Linked DNA regions of Mus musculus: regions 1, 2, 3 and 5 are each linked to region 4. The links are chromatin contacts, called in public ChIA-PET, Hi-C and HiChIP or PLAC-seq maps. All regions are on one chromosome and are shown on one strand. The core of a region is the stretch at or near the end of the contact, and the rest is flanking DNA. Distances in the headings are between cores, read along the strand shown. Region 1 overlaps Thada (thyroid adenoma associated). Region 2 overlaps Thada (thyroid adenoma associated). Region 3 overlaps Thada (thyroid adenoma associated). Region 4 holds the start of 1810073O08Rik (RIKEN cDNA 1810073O08 gene). Region 5 overlaps Thada (thyroid adenoma associated).

What was found. A called contact is a pair of places that touch in the nucleus more often than the background predicts. ChIA-PET counts read pairs in DNA pulled down with a chosen protein or histone mark. HiChIP or PLAC-seq counts read pairs in DNA pulled down with a chosen protein or histone mark.
Region 1: an H3K27ac HiChIP or PLAC-seq map of acute myeloid leukemia shows a contact between it and region 4, with 3 times the contacts expected there. The contact joins the enhancer-like site here to the promoter of 1810073O08Rik in region 4. A contact is called at or near these places in 1 of 15 datasets of contacts at CTCF or cohesin (large pre-B cells), 6 of 484 Hi-C or Micro-C datasets (bone marrow-derived macrophages, double positive thymocytes and embryonic stem cells), 3 of 115 datasets of contacts at active chromatin or transcription factors (acute myeloid leukemia, cardiomyocytes and pancreatic cancer cells) and 1 of 9 other capture datasets (liver).
Region 2: a contact with region 4 is called in a Hi-C map of bone marrow-derived macrophages, with 23 read pairs. The contact joins the enhancer-like site here to the promoter of 1810073O08Rik in region 4. A contact is called at or near these places in 7 of 39 promoter capture datasets (the 3T3-L1 cell line, the C10 cell line, cranial neural crest and 3 more), 7 of 15 datasets of contacts at CTCF or cohesin (the NIH/3T3 cell line, embryonic stem cells, large pre-B cells and 2 more), 70 of 484 Hi-C or Micro-C datasets (the AML12 cell line, B cells, the C2C12 cell line and 46 more), 5 of 115 datasets of contacts at active chromatin or transcription factors (the HPC-7 cell line, large pre-B cells, memory CD8 T cells and 2 more) and 1 of 9 other capture datasets (embryonic tail).
Region 3: an RNA polymerase II ChIA-PET map of memory CD8 T cells shows a contact between it and region 4, with 41 read pairs. The contact joins the enhancer-like site here to the promoter of 1810073O08Rik in region 4. A contact is called at or near these places in 2 of 39 promoter capture datasets (the 3T3-L1 cell line and hippocampal neurons), 4 of 15 datasets of contacts at CTCF or cohesin (the NIH/3T3 cell line, embryonic stem cells, large pre-B cells and 1 more), 22 of 484 Hi-C or Micro-C datasets (B cells, CD4 T cells, the G1E-ER4 cell line and 14 more), 13 of 115 datasets of contacts at active chromatin or transcription factors (CD8 T cells, the HPC-7 cell line, double positive thymocytes and 9 more) and 1 of 9 other capture datasets (liver).
Region 5: a contact with region 4 is called in an H3K4me3 HiChIP or PLAC-seq map of bone marrow-derived macrophages, with 6 times the contacts expected there. The contact joins the enhancer-like site here to the promoter of 1810073O08Rik in region 4. A contact is called at or near these places in 1 of 39 promoter capture datasets (embryonic stem cells), 3 of 15 datasets of contacts at CTCF or cohesin (the NIH/3T3 cell line and large pre-B cells), 2 of 484 Hi-C or Micro-C datasets (bone marrow-derived macrophages and nephron progenitors), 7 of 115 datasets of contacts at active chromatin or transcription factors (bone marrow-derived macrophages, embryonic limb bud, heart atrium and 4 more) and 2 of 9 other capture datasets (embryonic tail and embryonic trunk).

What each region holds. Positions count from the first base shown.
Region 1 is chr17:84,233,759-84,236,458 of GRCm38.p6, forward strand. All of the region lies in intron 31 of Thada (thyroid adenoma associated), which reads right to left. Among named protein-coding and RNA genes, the nearest start is that of Gm36279, 43 kb to the left of the region's middle. Within about 2 kb of position 1,268, at least 44 of the 459 cell types and tissues checked have an H3K27ac peak or open chromatin away from gene starts, as enhancers often do. A contact at or near this core is called in acute myeloid leukemia and cardiomyocytes, where this site is marked.
Region 2 is chr17:84,379,209-84,381,908 of GRCm38.p6, forward strand. All of the region lies in intron 26 of Thada (thyroid adenoma associated), which reads right to left. Among named protein-coding and RNA genes, the nearest start is that of Gm24722, 11 kb to the right of the region's middle. Within about 2 kb of position 1,338, at least 9 of the 459 cell types and tissues checked have an H3K27ac peak or open chromatin away from gene starts, as enhancers often do. A contact at or near this core is called in bone marrow-derived macrophages, where this site is marked.
Region 3 is chr17:84,418,130-84,420,829 of GRCm38.p6, forward strand. All of the region lies in intron 21 of Thada (thyroid adenoma associated), which reads right to left. Among named protein-coding and RNA genes, the nearest start is that of Gm24722, 28 kb to the left of the region's middle. Within about 2 kb of position 1,377, at least 124 of the 459 cell types and tissues checked have an H3K27ac peak or open chromatin away from gene starts, as enhancers often do. A contact at or near this core is called in B cells, CD8 T cells, the G1E-ER4 cell line and 11 more, where this site is marked.
Region 4 is chr17:83,916,593-83,919,292 of GRCm38.p6, forward strand. 1810073O08Rik (RIKEN cDNA 1810073O08 gene) reads left to right here and starts at 1,342. Exons shown (of 2, transcript NR_166916.2): 1 at 1,342-1,512.
Region 5 is chr17:84,267,384-84,270,083 of GRCm38.p6, forward strand. The region is part of intron 30 of Thada (thyroid adenoma associated); the gene reads right to left. Among named protein-coding and RNA genes, the nearest start is that of Gm24492, 19 kb to the right of the region's middle. Within about 2 kb of position 1,403, at least 80 of the 459 cell types and tissues checked have an H3K27ac peak or open chromatin away from gene starts, as enhancers often do. A contact at or near this core is called in bone marrow-derived macrophages, heart atrium, microglia and 1 more, where this site is marked.

The sequences.
Region 1 (2,700 bases), core at 18-2,517, 320 kb after region 4:
GAGAGCGAGGTGAGAAGAGCTGGAAGGCATATCCATGACATCCAAGCATTGTGCTTCAGGTCTGTCCACGTGGTAGAAAAGCATCAAACTGTTCCTATGCTGGGCAACAGTGGGGACAGAAAGAGATACAGCACAAGTCCACTTTCCTCAGATGTCACTTCACTTGTTACCATGTTGAGAGTCAGACACCAGTGGAGTTGACTCTCAAAGTTCATGTTTACATGGGTTCCAGGGATCAGATTCAGGTTTGTGAAGCAAGCACCTTTATCACCTCTGTGGCCCAGGCAGAATTCCTGGAGCCTAAGTGTGGCTCCCCTGGAGGGATCAGTAGTACTCTGTTTTAGTTAATTAACCAATTAATTATCTAATTTCTTTGATAAGGTCTCAGGTTTCACAGAGCTGAAGATGACCCTAATCCATCCGACGGCACCACCATCCCTGGATTACACACTGTTAGCGCCTGAAGTGTTAGGGCTTGATACATGCTAGGCAAGCCCTCTACAAAAAAGATTTAGCCCAAGCACGACTGTTTGGATTATCCCTAAAAGGTCCTTGTTGGCCTAGATCTTGGTATGCATACCCAGCTGGCTATACATTGTGACAATTCTCCCGCTTCAGCCTCCCAAATGCTAGAATCACAGGTGTGAGCCATCATGCCTGGCCAAAGCACAGACGCAGTTCTCACTGAGGAAGCCACCCCTCTAGCAGTTGCTGATGCAGGGATTTTGGGAACCGCAGCCCTCAAGCACACACACATGGTCCTAAGAGGAGTGGATTCTGCTGGTCTCAGGTTATGCAGATTTCTGGCTTGTTCAGAAGCTGACAAGATAATCTGCTCTGTGTTCTGGCACAGTCATACTCCGAAGAACTCTCCCAGAGTTTGCTGGGTTTATGACTGGGTAGGCAGGGTCTGCAGTTCTAAGTGAAGTGCAGCTGATGCTGGCTTAATACTTCCCAGTAGGGTAAAGGAACATCATTCATCATGGTGCATTCAGAAGAATGAACAAACATGATCAAATGATGCAGACAGGCAGGGCAGGCAGGCAGGCAGGGCAGGCAGGGTAGGGCAGGCAGGCAGGGCAAGGCAGAGAGGCAGGGCAGAGAGGCAGGCAGGGCAGGGAGGGCAGGGCAGAGAGGCAGGCAGGGCGGGGCAGGGCGGGGCAGGGCAGGGCAGGGCAGGGCAGGCAGGCAGGCAGGGCAGGCAGGGTAGGGCAGGCAGGGTAGGGCAGGCAGGCAGGGCAAGGCAGAGAGGCAGGGCAGAGAGGCAGGCAGGGCAGGGAGGGCAGGGCAGAGAGGCAGGCAGGGCGGGGCAGGGCGGGGCAGGGCAGGGCAGGGCAGGGCAGGCAGGCAGGGCAGGCAGGCAGGCAAGGAGGGCAGGCAGGCAGGCAAGGAGGGCAGGCAGGCAGGGCAGGGCAGGCAGGCAGGGCAGGCAGGGCATGCAGGCAGGCAAGGAGGGCAGGCAGGCAGGGCAGGCAGGGCAGGCAGGCAGGGCAGACAGGCAGGGCAGACAGGCAGGCAGGGCATGCAGGCAGGCAGGGCAGGCAGGCAGGGCAGGGCAGGGCAGGGCAGGGCAGGCAGGGCAGGCAGGGCAGGCATACAGAGGGGCCTTCCACAGTGTAGATGCTCACCACATACAGTTCTTGGGCTCTTTTAAGTCTTAGATGTAGCAGAGAATTAACAAGACCAGCCTCTACTTCTTGGAGGTCCCACCCTCCCCTCTGTGCATCAGAACCTAGTGACCAGTGAGGGGGCCTCTAGGAGGAACAAGAGGCTGGAGGGAGGAGTACACAATTTTTTATTATGAACAACTGCAGAGATAACACAGCATTCCTTCCCTACAGTGGTTCTCAGCCCAGGGAGCATGGGAAACTCATTGGGGAACTTTCGCAAAGCATGTCTAGCTTTAAAGTGACCCAGGTCACTCTGGTGCACATCTGGGACTGACAGCTACCGTTGGTGCTTCCACACCCACTACAGCACTCACCACAAGGTTTCCCAACAGGATCTCTCTGACAAAGTATGTCTTGGGGTAGCAAATGCAGTCTATTTCAACATACGGTACTTACATTTTTGTTTTTAATGGGTGCCTTTTATAAGCAGGGCACAGAACCTGACAGTAGCTTTCTGGTATGAAGCTTAACAGCTTTCTCTAGCGGGCAGTAATTTTTAAACTAACTTTTCTGTTTGTCATCTCAAACTTGATTGGGTTTTGCCTCAGGAAGCCATGGTCTCACTGAAAGGACCAAGTCCTTGTTTGATTGGCCCCACTGTATTTGTATGAGGGTCAGATGGCTTTGGCAATCCTATTTTGCATAGACATTTCCAGTCTTCCCTGTTGGGAAGTGTTCACATGTCCCAGTATGGTCAGCGCAGTCACTCAGGACTGTGTTACTGAGTCTCACACTCGATGTGTGCTCATCTTCAGATATGGCTTTTGTTTGTTCTTCTAAGCAAAGCGTATTTCTGGTCTTTAAGATAATGACTTAATGGCTGGATTCATACGGAAGGAACTACCTCCTGCTGTACTATGACCTTTCTCATTGGAGAAACATATTATTGGGTTTGGTGGCTCATGCCTGTAATCCTAGCACTTTGAAGGCAGAGGCAGAAGGATCCCTGAGAGTTCAAGGCTAGCACAATGAGACTTAATCTCAAAAATATAAAATCAAGTCCTAAGTAATAGAGCAGTCAGTTTTAAGT
Region 2 (2,700 bases), core at 88-2,587, 460 kb after region 4:
CATGCATTGCCAAAATTCCATAGAACATGCTCTAACGAAAACAACAATGCCTGAGTTATTAAAGCAGGCAATGGCCTGAAGCAGTACTTAAGAACGAAGATTACGTGGTCCGTGCAAGAGTCAATATTTAAGAACACAATGACTACATCCCTCTTCAATTTCATGAATGTATTACTTTTCAAGAATTTTTTTTTAAGTTAAAAATTTTATTTGTGGTTTTCTTCCTACAATTCTTGAACCTGAGAATTGAACAGTAACTTAAGATATGGATCTCTACCCTGGCTCAAAGGGTCAGCATAGACTTCACTCTAGTTGTAAGAGCGACTCAACAACAGCAACACGGGCCATGAGCCTTAGTTCTCAGTCTTTACAGGCAGTCACTTTTCTTCTCTGGCTAAAAAACAGAAACTTAATGCTCTATAAACGTCTGTGGACAATGAATGGATGATGCCTCTAAACCACATCAAAACATGGGACTCTTGATTTTTAATCACCGTTTAAAAGCCTATGATAAGTGAAGTATCTTCTTGGAAGAATAAAATTCATATTCTACAAAAGAATCACTGAATACAGTTTTGTATTATTGTTACTACTAGAAAAACCTGCAATTTAAAAAATGTTCTAGTCAAACTAATGTGAGCTAAAAATAATCATTGACTTTTACTGCTAGTGCTACTCATGATCTTGAGCAAATCTTTCCTGTAACTCAATTTTCACATCTACAAAGTGTGAAAAGCACTATTATGTCTTAGGGTCTTAGGATAAAACCAAGTAATGATGGCTGTTACAATCAAGACTGGCTTTAATTAAAGACATGAATGAAAAACACAAGCATGGACTATAAAAAATATTTAGTTAAGTCTAAAAGAAATCACATTACAGGAAAGAAGTTTTATAAGCCCCCAAATTCTCATCCCATAGCACCCAGCTATTATCAAACATAAAAGTTTTATAGAGTTAACTGTAAAAACGGCAAATGTCTAACAGCAGCACTGGCACCTTGGTGGGGTAAGTCAAACTGAATCCAAGACTTCTACCTTCCTGGTTCTGCAGCATGATACTGGAATCCTTGATACTGAAGCCCGTTCTTCCATTACCTCCATAGGCATGAAGTAAAGGGGGCCTGGGAAGGCCGGGCCCGTACAACACAGGATGGGAAACGGGTAGGCATCAAGGGAACCTCTCCTGCCCTTCAACAGAGACTCGAACACAGCAGATAATCTTCATCAACCCTTCAGTTTCCCCAAGGACATGGAATGTGTGTGTGTGTACACGTGTGCGCGTGCGCATGATGGGGAGGGGCAGGATCAACTCTGTAATCACTCTTTCCTTCTGCTTTCATTGTGGGTTCAAGAAACTGAATTTACATATTCAGGCTTATGCGACTCATGCCTTTACTGGCTATGACAACTTCCCTTTTCTCCTCCATCTTCTCAAATTATTTTAGACAAAATGTTGTAACCAAGGCTAGCTTCTAACTTAAAAAAAAAAAAATTAGGGCTGGGGGAAATGGCTCAGTGGTTAAAAGCACCAATTGCTCTTCCAGAGGTCCTGAGTTCAATTCCCAGCAACCACATGGTGGCTCGCAACCATCTGTAATGGGGTCTGATGTCCCCTTCTGGTGTGTCTGAAGAGAACAATGGTGGTGTACTCATATTCATAAAATAAGTAAACAAATGTTTTAAAAATATTTTAGATTTTTATTATTTTATGTGTATTAGAGTTTTGCCTTCATGTGTGTCTGTGCACCACAGTTGCTGGTCTTTGAGGTGGTAAGCCTCCATGTGGGTGCTGAGACTCGAACCTGGGTCCTTGCAACAACAAATACTCTTGACACTGAGCCAACTCTACAGCCCTAGCTTCTAATTCTTAAGAATGAACTTGAGTTTCCAGCCTTCCAGTCTTCGCCTCTCAAGTGCTGGGACTTTATGCACTCATCACCACCTGGGGTTTCAGTGGTACTAGAGCCTGAACCCAGGGCTCTGCGGACGCCACGCAGACCTTCAATTGAGCTCCATCTTTAGCACAGCATGGAATACTTCTGATCCCTGTCTGTATTCTAGTACCTGGTCCAGAGTAAGGACACAACAAATGCACATTTAGTGAAGAAAATGAGAATTCTTTTGGGAAAATTCTGGTTTCAGTTTGGCCAAATAAGTACTTGCTGCAAGCTACTAAACAGTTCAAATCAAACAACCTATTGTGAATTCTAATAATTACATTTTCAAAAGCACAAAAACCCACATACTCCACAGCTCTCAATTTGAGTTTTGAGAATCCAGTTCTTCCTTCAACAATGGAGTAGGTAACCACAGAAACTTGTGGAATCTGTTTTCCTAGAAAACATGAAAAACAAGAGAAAAGTAGTTCTGTCTGGCAACTGCTTCACAATCTTCCAGGAAGCAGAGTGCGGGGCAGCGTAAGACACTCCTTAGAAGATGCTGGCACATCTGTGCCATCAAGATAGAAAAAGAAGTAACTAAAATGGTTCTGTCCTTTCCACACCAGAAAGTAAAGTCATGCAGTGTCTTTCCACAGTCACTGAGATCCATGTAGTTGGGTCTAATAATGTTTTTACAGACACATTTCCTTCTTACACTGTACAAAATCTTTCTACGCGTTTCTCTTTAAGAAGACAAAATAAAGAAGGTGCATAGCAGTAAATCAAATTTTATTTTCCTTTTTAGATTGGATTTCTCG
Region 3 (2,700 bases), core at 127-2,626, 500 kb after region 4:
AGACCACAACCCTAGCAAAACACAAGCACCTGCTGACACCCTCTCAGTAGATAACCAGAACAAGGTGACACATAGCATCAGAAAGCAGGTAACAGTGGTAAGAAATGGTCAGAAACCAAATGTATTCATTGGTGTATATGTATGTGTATGGGGTGCCAATGGAGGTCAGAGGACAGACTGTGGGAGTCCACTCTCTCCTTCCACTACATGGGTCCCAGGGATTAACCCTGGCAGAAAGCACTGAACCCAAAACTTCTCAATTTCGTTTTTAAAATGAAAAGGTCATCTGAAAATATAAGCATTTCATTAGAAACTGAGTTTCTAAGGGTCAAAAAGTGTTATTTTCCAGTTTTTTTAAAAAAACAAACAAACAAACAAACTTTAACATAAAAAATAAATTCTCCCCGGGTGGTGGTGGCACACACCTTTAATCCCAGCACTTGGGAGGCAGAGGCAGGTGGATTTCTGAGTTCAGGCCCAGCCTGGTCTACAAAGTGAGTTTCAGGACAGATAGGGCTATACAGAGAAACCCTATCTCGAGGAAAAAAACAAAAATTCTCCCCGGATATTTTATTATTATATTTAATTGAGCCAGGGTCTCATTTACAGTTCAGGCTGGCTTGAAACTCACTACATAGCTGAAGCTGGCCTTGACTCTCTGATGATCCTCCTGCCTCAGCCTCCAAGTACTAGGATTACAGGCACAAGCCAGCATACACAGCTCTCAGGGACCCTGAAGGAAACCAAAGCTAAAGTGAAATAAAAAGAAGATACTGATTTCTAATCTTAAAATTAAACATGACACTGCCCTTTAAATTTAACATATTCTACTTCTGACTTTTTATAAAACCCTAAAGCAAATTAGCAATGTTTTACAGATTTACAGGTCACAAGTCCACAGGGGAGAACAGCTACTTGCTATGTCTCCAGGCATCTATAGCTTACCATCAGATAAACTAGCAGTCTATAAATGTCTAATTTTGGTTTGACAGTATACTATAAAATAGTAAGCCTTAATTTAAATTCCGAGTTTAAAACAGAACCATTTCTTATAATGTTGGGACTGTCTCCAGCTGGAAGACTCTAATTCCATTTTGTTTACATGAGACGCTCCACAGGACTTAAAGCCTAATAAAATGACTATGTTTAAAAGCAATCCTGCTCCATTATAATCATTTCTTACTAACAATGAGAATTTCTTCAAAATCTAAGCTTTGTTCCTCTATATCATTATAAAGGCTTTCTGGTGTGCAGACACCGTCTTACCAGAAGGTCTATTTTCCTTGTTCTAGCAAATGCTCAGCACAGACCGTCTGACTGTTACCCTTCAGGCCTGGGTTCTCCAAGTGAGGCACTGCTTCGCTGCATAACTCAGCTCTGGGTGATCAGAAAACCACATCTGAGTCTTCTCTGTGTTCCCACAACACCCATGCAGTAAAACAGTCAGTAAACAGGCGACTAAATGATGTGGTCTCTCCTGAAGTTTAAAAGTTAACACTTCTACTCATCAGAGCTCAATATACTCATAATTTCTAAAATCTAATATAAACAAAATAAAACAGGCAATTCCTTTGTGACTTATGAATACTAATGAGTGAATTCCGTTTGTAATCAATCACAAAAAAATTAAATAATGACACAACAGAGGAAATGCACCCAGCCAATCAAGGACCCCGATCACCCACGCATCACCAGAATCTGAAGCAGAAGGTTCTACCAGCTGGCAATACTTCCTCACAGGGTTTCTGTGGGAACAACTACTACAGAGTGTGACGCAAGCAAGTGTGAAGAAAACGTACCCAAAAGCCTGTTTTTAGAAACACTAGGTGGAATCTACAGAGAAATTGATATTCAACACAGAAGTTATTTTAAAACCTCAGTAGGCATTTAAAGATCAGTATCAGCATCACACTGGAAAGAGGGCCAACAAAATATCCAGCAGGTCTGTCAGCAGAGCAGCAAGCTCGAAACCTAGACACACACCAGTGAGTCAGGAAACACTGAGATAAGCTTGTGTGCACTGCTCACTCTTGAAGGGTCTCAGCTTACAGCCCTCAAAGCAGCTTTATCTCTGCCACCAGCGCAGGACACTATAAAAGAACCTTTCATTGTGTGATTACAGAGCAGGACAGTCAGACCTGCCACCAGGGGAACAATTTCCTCTTGAAGAAGCTGGGAGAGCACACTGCCTCACAAGAAATGCTCTATAGGAAGGATCAGGTAGTCAAAACTCCAGTAGAAAGTTATCTTTCATGCCTTGAGAGAGCTGGTGTGGGGAAGGGGAAGGGGAAATCACCTTAAAGAAAACCTAAGTGAGTCACTCAGAACAAAGGGAGCACTGTGCCACGCGAACCCATGAGGGGAAGGACAGAGGCAGAAATTAGCTTTGGGATCTTTGTCAGCCCAGGTAATGAATCCATTTCCTCATACTGAAGGGAGCTGGGGAGTATCACAGCAAAGCGCCTTCAATGAACCAAGCATTAAAAACTCAGAATTGAAAATAAGCACCAGCTCTCCTCTCCATATAGCAACAAAGTCCCCAACTTGTCCTCCTGCCTCCTGTCAGCCGTGGTTATAATCATCCTCCTGTGTGCGCTCCTTGAGTAGTCAGCCTTAACCAAGGTCAGAAAGCAGGGTGATCTGAGAACAAAAGCAGGACCCCCAGAACGTAAGAGGGAGGTGAGAAGGAGACTCAGGCTG
Region 4 (2,700 bases), core at 92-2,591:
TGTGGACTTTTTTGTTTTGCTTTTTTAAAGCTCTCTCTCTCTGTGTGTCCATGTGTTTGCATGATGTATGATCTGAGAGTTAATATTAGCAGTTAAGATTATAATAAAAAGAAACGGTGTTTGCCTTGGCCAGAGCTATCAAGGCAAGCGAGGCTACTTGCTGACATTCTGCCAGTGGAGCAGCTGTACCTTGTAGATTTCTTGTTACTCAACACATGCTGACATCGTGAAAGGACTCCAACGCATTCATCTGTGTTTCTGACATAGCACACTTATGACATCAGGGTTGAGTGAGGGAACCTGACCACACTCCAAAGCCCACGTTGGAGGTGGGCCAGAAGATACTAGAAGCGTCGGGCCGTTTTTCCTGCAGTCTTGCCCCCATTAAGTACTCGCCTCACTGTAATGTTTGCTGGTAAAACAAACAGATCCTCACATTTCCCTGACTGAACCGCCTGGGGTGGGCTCCTGGCTGGGAGGAGGCTGTCTGTGTGCTGCCTCAGGGGCCCAGACTCTCAATGACTCTGCTCTCCTTATGGGATGGCTCAGAGTCCTCTGCAGTCAGCAGGCACACAGGAGAGAGAGAGACAGGAGGCGCAAGCTCATCTTGTCTCCTCGGCCTGGGTGCTACCATCTACCGCTTAGATTTTGTTCTCACGGTGAGGACCAGGCTCACACCCACCCATCTCCATGCTTTTAGCTGCTCTGCTCTGCTCATAGAGCTGAGCCCATAGCCCAGGATGCTCCCTCCTCAGGAGGCCTTTTAGCTCTCCTCGTTTGTGTTTGTTTGTTTGCTTGAGACAGAGTTTCTCTGTGTAGCCCTGGCTCTCCTGGAACATGTTCTATAGATGAGGCTGCTCTCAAACTCAAAGAGACCCACCTGCCTCTGCCTCTGCCCCTGCCCCTGTCCCTGCCCCTGCCCCTGCCCCTGTCTCTGCCTGAGTGCTGACATTAAAGGCATGCACCGCCACTGCCCAGCCATTCTTAGCCCTTCTTTAAGATGCTTGGTAGGTTATTGGTCCCAGGCCCGGTTTTAAAAGGAAAAACCATGGATGTTCCTGAGGGGAAATGGAGGGCACAGGTGGACACCCTCAACGAGCTGGTACACACATTATCCTCTTAAAACTTCAGGCATTCTGAGTGCCTCCCAAGTCTCCTCTAAGAGACCCTAGAGTCCACTTCAGGTTGCTCTCCTCTGGGCTCGGTGACCTGGGCCCAGCAACTGTGATGGTCAAGTCCAAAAGTCCCCATCAGTCAGAACTGGATCAAAGGAAGAGATGTGGGTGGAGCTCAGGCACGTCACAACGTGCTTTCTCTCACCCAGGCCTTGTACCTCTAGCCAGGGCTTCTTACACACCTGCTGCCAAAAGGAGGGACATGAAGAGTAGCCAGGCTGCCAGACCTCAAGGTGTTTCTGAGTTTATGACAGGATGACCAGACACCTGATGAGAAGGATGCCAAGCTCCTGACAGGAGAAGAAGCAAAGGATGAATGCCAGAGGGGCCATCATGGGTGAGTCACTCCTCTGGGGCAATTGGAGGAGGCATCCTGGAACTTAGAACTTGCAGGAAGGGGTGGGGAGCACGGGGAATGGAGGGGAGCACGGGGAGCGGTGGGGAGCATGGGAAGACTCGCTGGCATTCCTACTTGTTTTTATGTGTGTGATACTTTATAGTTGCAAAGCCAGTGAGGTGTGTGAAGCAGAGAAAAGAGAGAGAGAGAGAGAGAGAGAGAGAGAGAGAGAGAGAACACAGGCCCAGAGAGGCTGAGCCCCCTTGCTCAAGGTTGCACAGGAATTAGTAAGACTACAAATATCCTGCCTACAGTTTTGGTGTTTTTTGTATAAGTTTGACAAATGTTTCTCTTCTTCAAGGGCCGATCAGGGCAGGTTCCCCAGGCTGGGTAAGAAGCCCCCATGTAGGGCACAGACTCCCTGGAGGGCATCTTGAGTCTAGGTGCACAGCGTCCCTTTAAGAACATGTGTTTCCTGTTTTCTTTCTCCTGCTGGCTAAGGGCAGAATGGGGTTTTCCTGAGCGGAAGACCAGTGAAGTCCTGCTCAGTGCCGTCAGCTTTGGCTGGTCTGGGGCTCATAGCTCTATTATTCTGGAGCTGATCTGCTCTGGCCAGTCTTCCTAACTTGATACTCCAGTCATCCCAGATCTTGAACCCAGGGTCTTGACTCTTAGATGATAGTTTTGGAATATTCCTTAAGAATTAATCAAGGTCTTAGAATTGGTACTGCCCTGGAACAGAGACACTAAGGCTGAGGGAGGGAGGAGCAGGTCTCCTCAAAGAAGCAAAACAAGACCTTAGGCAGCCGAAGACCCAGGGCAGGAACTTCACCCCCATGCCCCTCCCACTGTTCTCATTCATCCTGGGTGCAAGTTGAGGTTAGACCTCACTCCAGTCTGCTAGACGGTACCATGCGGAGTTGGCACGGTCTGGGTTCAGGCCATAACAGCTGTGAATATAGAGTTCCTGGAGGCTAACCGAACATCTTTTTCTACTGTCTGGTTCATGATTTTTGTTTCTTAGAATATATCATAGTTCAGGGAGATATCACTGAGCCTGGTGACCCGGGTTCAATCCCTAGGACCCATATGGTGGAAGGAGAGAACCAGATCCTGAAAACAGTCCTCTACGCATGTGCATGTGTGCACATATATATGTGTATATACACACTTTAGAAATATATGTAT
Region 5 (2,700 bases), core at 153-2,652, 350 kb after region 4:
AAAATTATTTTTTTTGTAGAGATGGATAGTGATAGGAAAAATCAACCCCCCAATTCCCCAAATTGAAAAAAAAAAAAACTCTGAAGAAATAATAGAGATTTTAGTTTTTGTTTGTACTTGCTATTTTTAAATGTTTTAAGTATGAAGTTACTATGTTAACCCCAGCACTTCTATCTCTTGGCTGTCCCATCACACGCTGCCAATGACAGCTCTACTTTCTGTGTCTATGAACTATCTGCTCAGCCAGCCATCTCTCGGGGTACCTCCATGTGGTGGCACAGGTCAGATCTCTCTTGCTGCTTGGGGATATAGCTGTGGCAGCGCACTGGCCTAGCATGTGGAAAGGCCTGGGTTCAATCCCTAGTTGAGGATGGGAACTTCTCTTTTAAAGATGGACTAATGTTACCATATGTATATAGCATATTTTGCTTACATTGTCAGCAATGAACACTGCTGTTCTGTGGTTTGGTGACCAGGAAGAACGTTGCTCTGAGCATAGCAGTACAACCATCGAAGCCTGCTTTCTCTTTCTCTGAACTTAGACGGAGAACTGCAGGATTAGATACTGATTCTATTTCCAGTTTTTAAGGAAGTGTGATACCATTTTCCATAGCAGCCATAAAGTTTTAAGTAATAATAATAGCAAATATTTTCATATTGCCAAGTGAAAAAAAGGAAGCTATAACTTTTATACTTAATAGAACCTTAGCTATGTTTTTTAAAAAAAGGAAAAAGATGATGTAACCACAGAGAACTGTGCTAAGAGTAGATTTCACTTTTATATTGTTTTTCAAATTATTTTTCCTTGCTATGAATGATAGCCAAGGAAAACCAGGGATGAAGTTCTGTAGAGAATGTTTCCCTTCGGCCATCCCATTCCCCACCCCAGAGCCCAGCAGCACACAAAGCTCACCTGCTTATCTTCTTCAGTTTGGTTTGTTTTTTTGAAACTGTTTCACTGAGTAGCTCAGACTGGTCTGAAATTTGCAACAGCCCCTTTGTCTCCGTACCCCTAAGTAGTAGGATTAACACACGTGTACCCACACACATGGTTTATGTCATCAAGTTTTCTAAAAGGAACATCCAATACATATTTACTCTTTTATGGCTGAGGGAAACACAAGATAACAAACCACTTCTGAAAAAACTGAAGCCCAATATAATTGTAATCCCAAGTCACAGCCAAGGTAAACAAGCCGTTTCCTCTGAGTCCTGCTTGAGAGAGCTTTTCAAAGTTCTTTCTGTTAGGGTGGAGCCTGTGACTGCTAGGACAGCAGAGCTGCAGCCTGAAGACAGCAAGCGCAGCAGGAGGACCATCCAAGGGGCCTGGACTGCACCCTGTTGTGGCATCCCTAGACAATGTTGTGACATCCCTAGACAATGTTGTGACATCCCTAGACAATGTTGTGACATCCCTAGACAATGTTGTGACATCCCTTCCCAGGACGGGGCTCATTCTGAATCTCACTTGCTTCCTGACCTGGGCAAGATTTCCACCCCACCGGGATCTGGTAACTGCTGCCCTCACACCGGGATCTGGTAACCGCTGCCCTCACACGGGGATCTGGTAACCGCTGCCCTCACACGGGGATCTGGTAACCGCTGCCCTCACACCGGGATCTGGTAACCGCTGCCCTCACACCGGGATCTGGTAACCGCTGCCCTCACACGGGGATCTGGTAACCGCTGCCCTCACACCGGGATCTGGTAAATGCTGCCCTCACACGGGGATCTGGTAAATGCTGCCCTCACACCGGGATCTGGTAAATGCTGCCCTCACACCGGGATCTGGTAACCGCTGCCCTCACACCGGGATCTGGTAAATGCTGCCCTCACACCGGGATCTGGTAACCGCTGCCCTCACACCGGGATCTGGTAACCGCTGCCCTCACACGGGGATCTGGTAACCGCTGCCCTCACACGGGGATCTGGTAACCGCTGCCCTCACACGGGGATCTGGTAACCGCTGCCCTCACACGGGGATCTGGTAACCGCTGCCCTCACACGGGGATCTGGTAACCGCTGCCCTCACACCGGGATCTGGTAACCGCTGCCCTCACACCGGGATCTGGTAACCGCTGCCCTCACACCGGGATCTGGTAACCGCTGCCCTCACACGGGGATCTGGTAACCGCTGCCCTCACACGGGGATCTGGTAACCGCTGCCCTCACACGGGGATCTGGTAACCGCTGCCCTCACACGGGGATCTGGTAACCGCTGCCCTCACACCGGGATCTGGTAACCGCTGCCCTCACACGGGGATCTGGTAACCGCTGCCCTCACACGGGGATCTGGTAACTGCTGCCCTCACACCGGGATCTGGTAACCGCTGCCCTCACACGGGGATCTGGTAACCGCTGCCCTCACACCGGGATCTGGTAACCGCTGCCCTCATACCAGAGGAAAGAACTGGACTGAGAAGGGAAGGCTGAGAAAGGGAGAAGGGAGGACAGGAAGGATTAATGAGCTGATTTCCATAAGACTCCTGACATCCTGGAATGAAAAGCAGCCTGCAAGAGCAAATGCCATGTTCTTTATTCAAACCACATTCCCACCCAGCCATTTATCATGGAAAAGTCCCCAACAACGTTGCTCAACCAGCTCATATAAATAAACCCTGATTAATCTTGTAAAGTATAAACACAAATGTATGACAAAAGTCTGTATGCTTTTAACTTCAGAGTTCAAATTTTAAAATT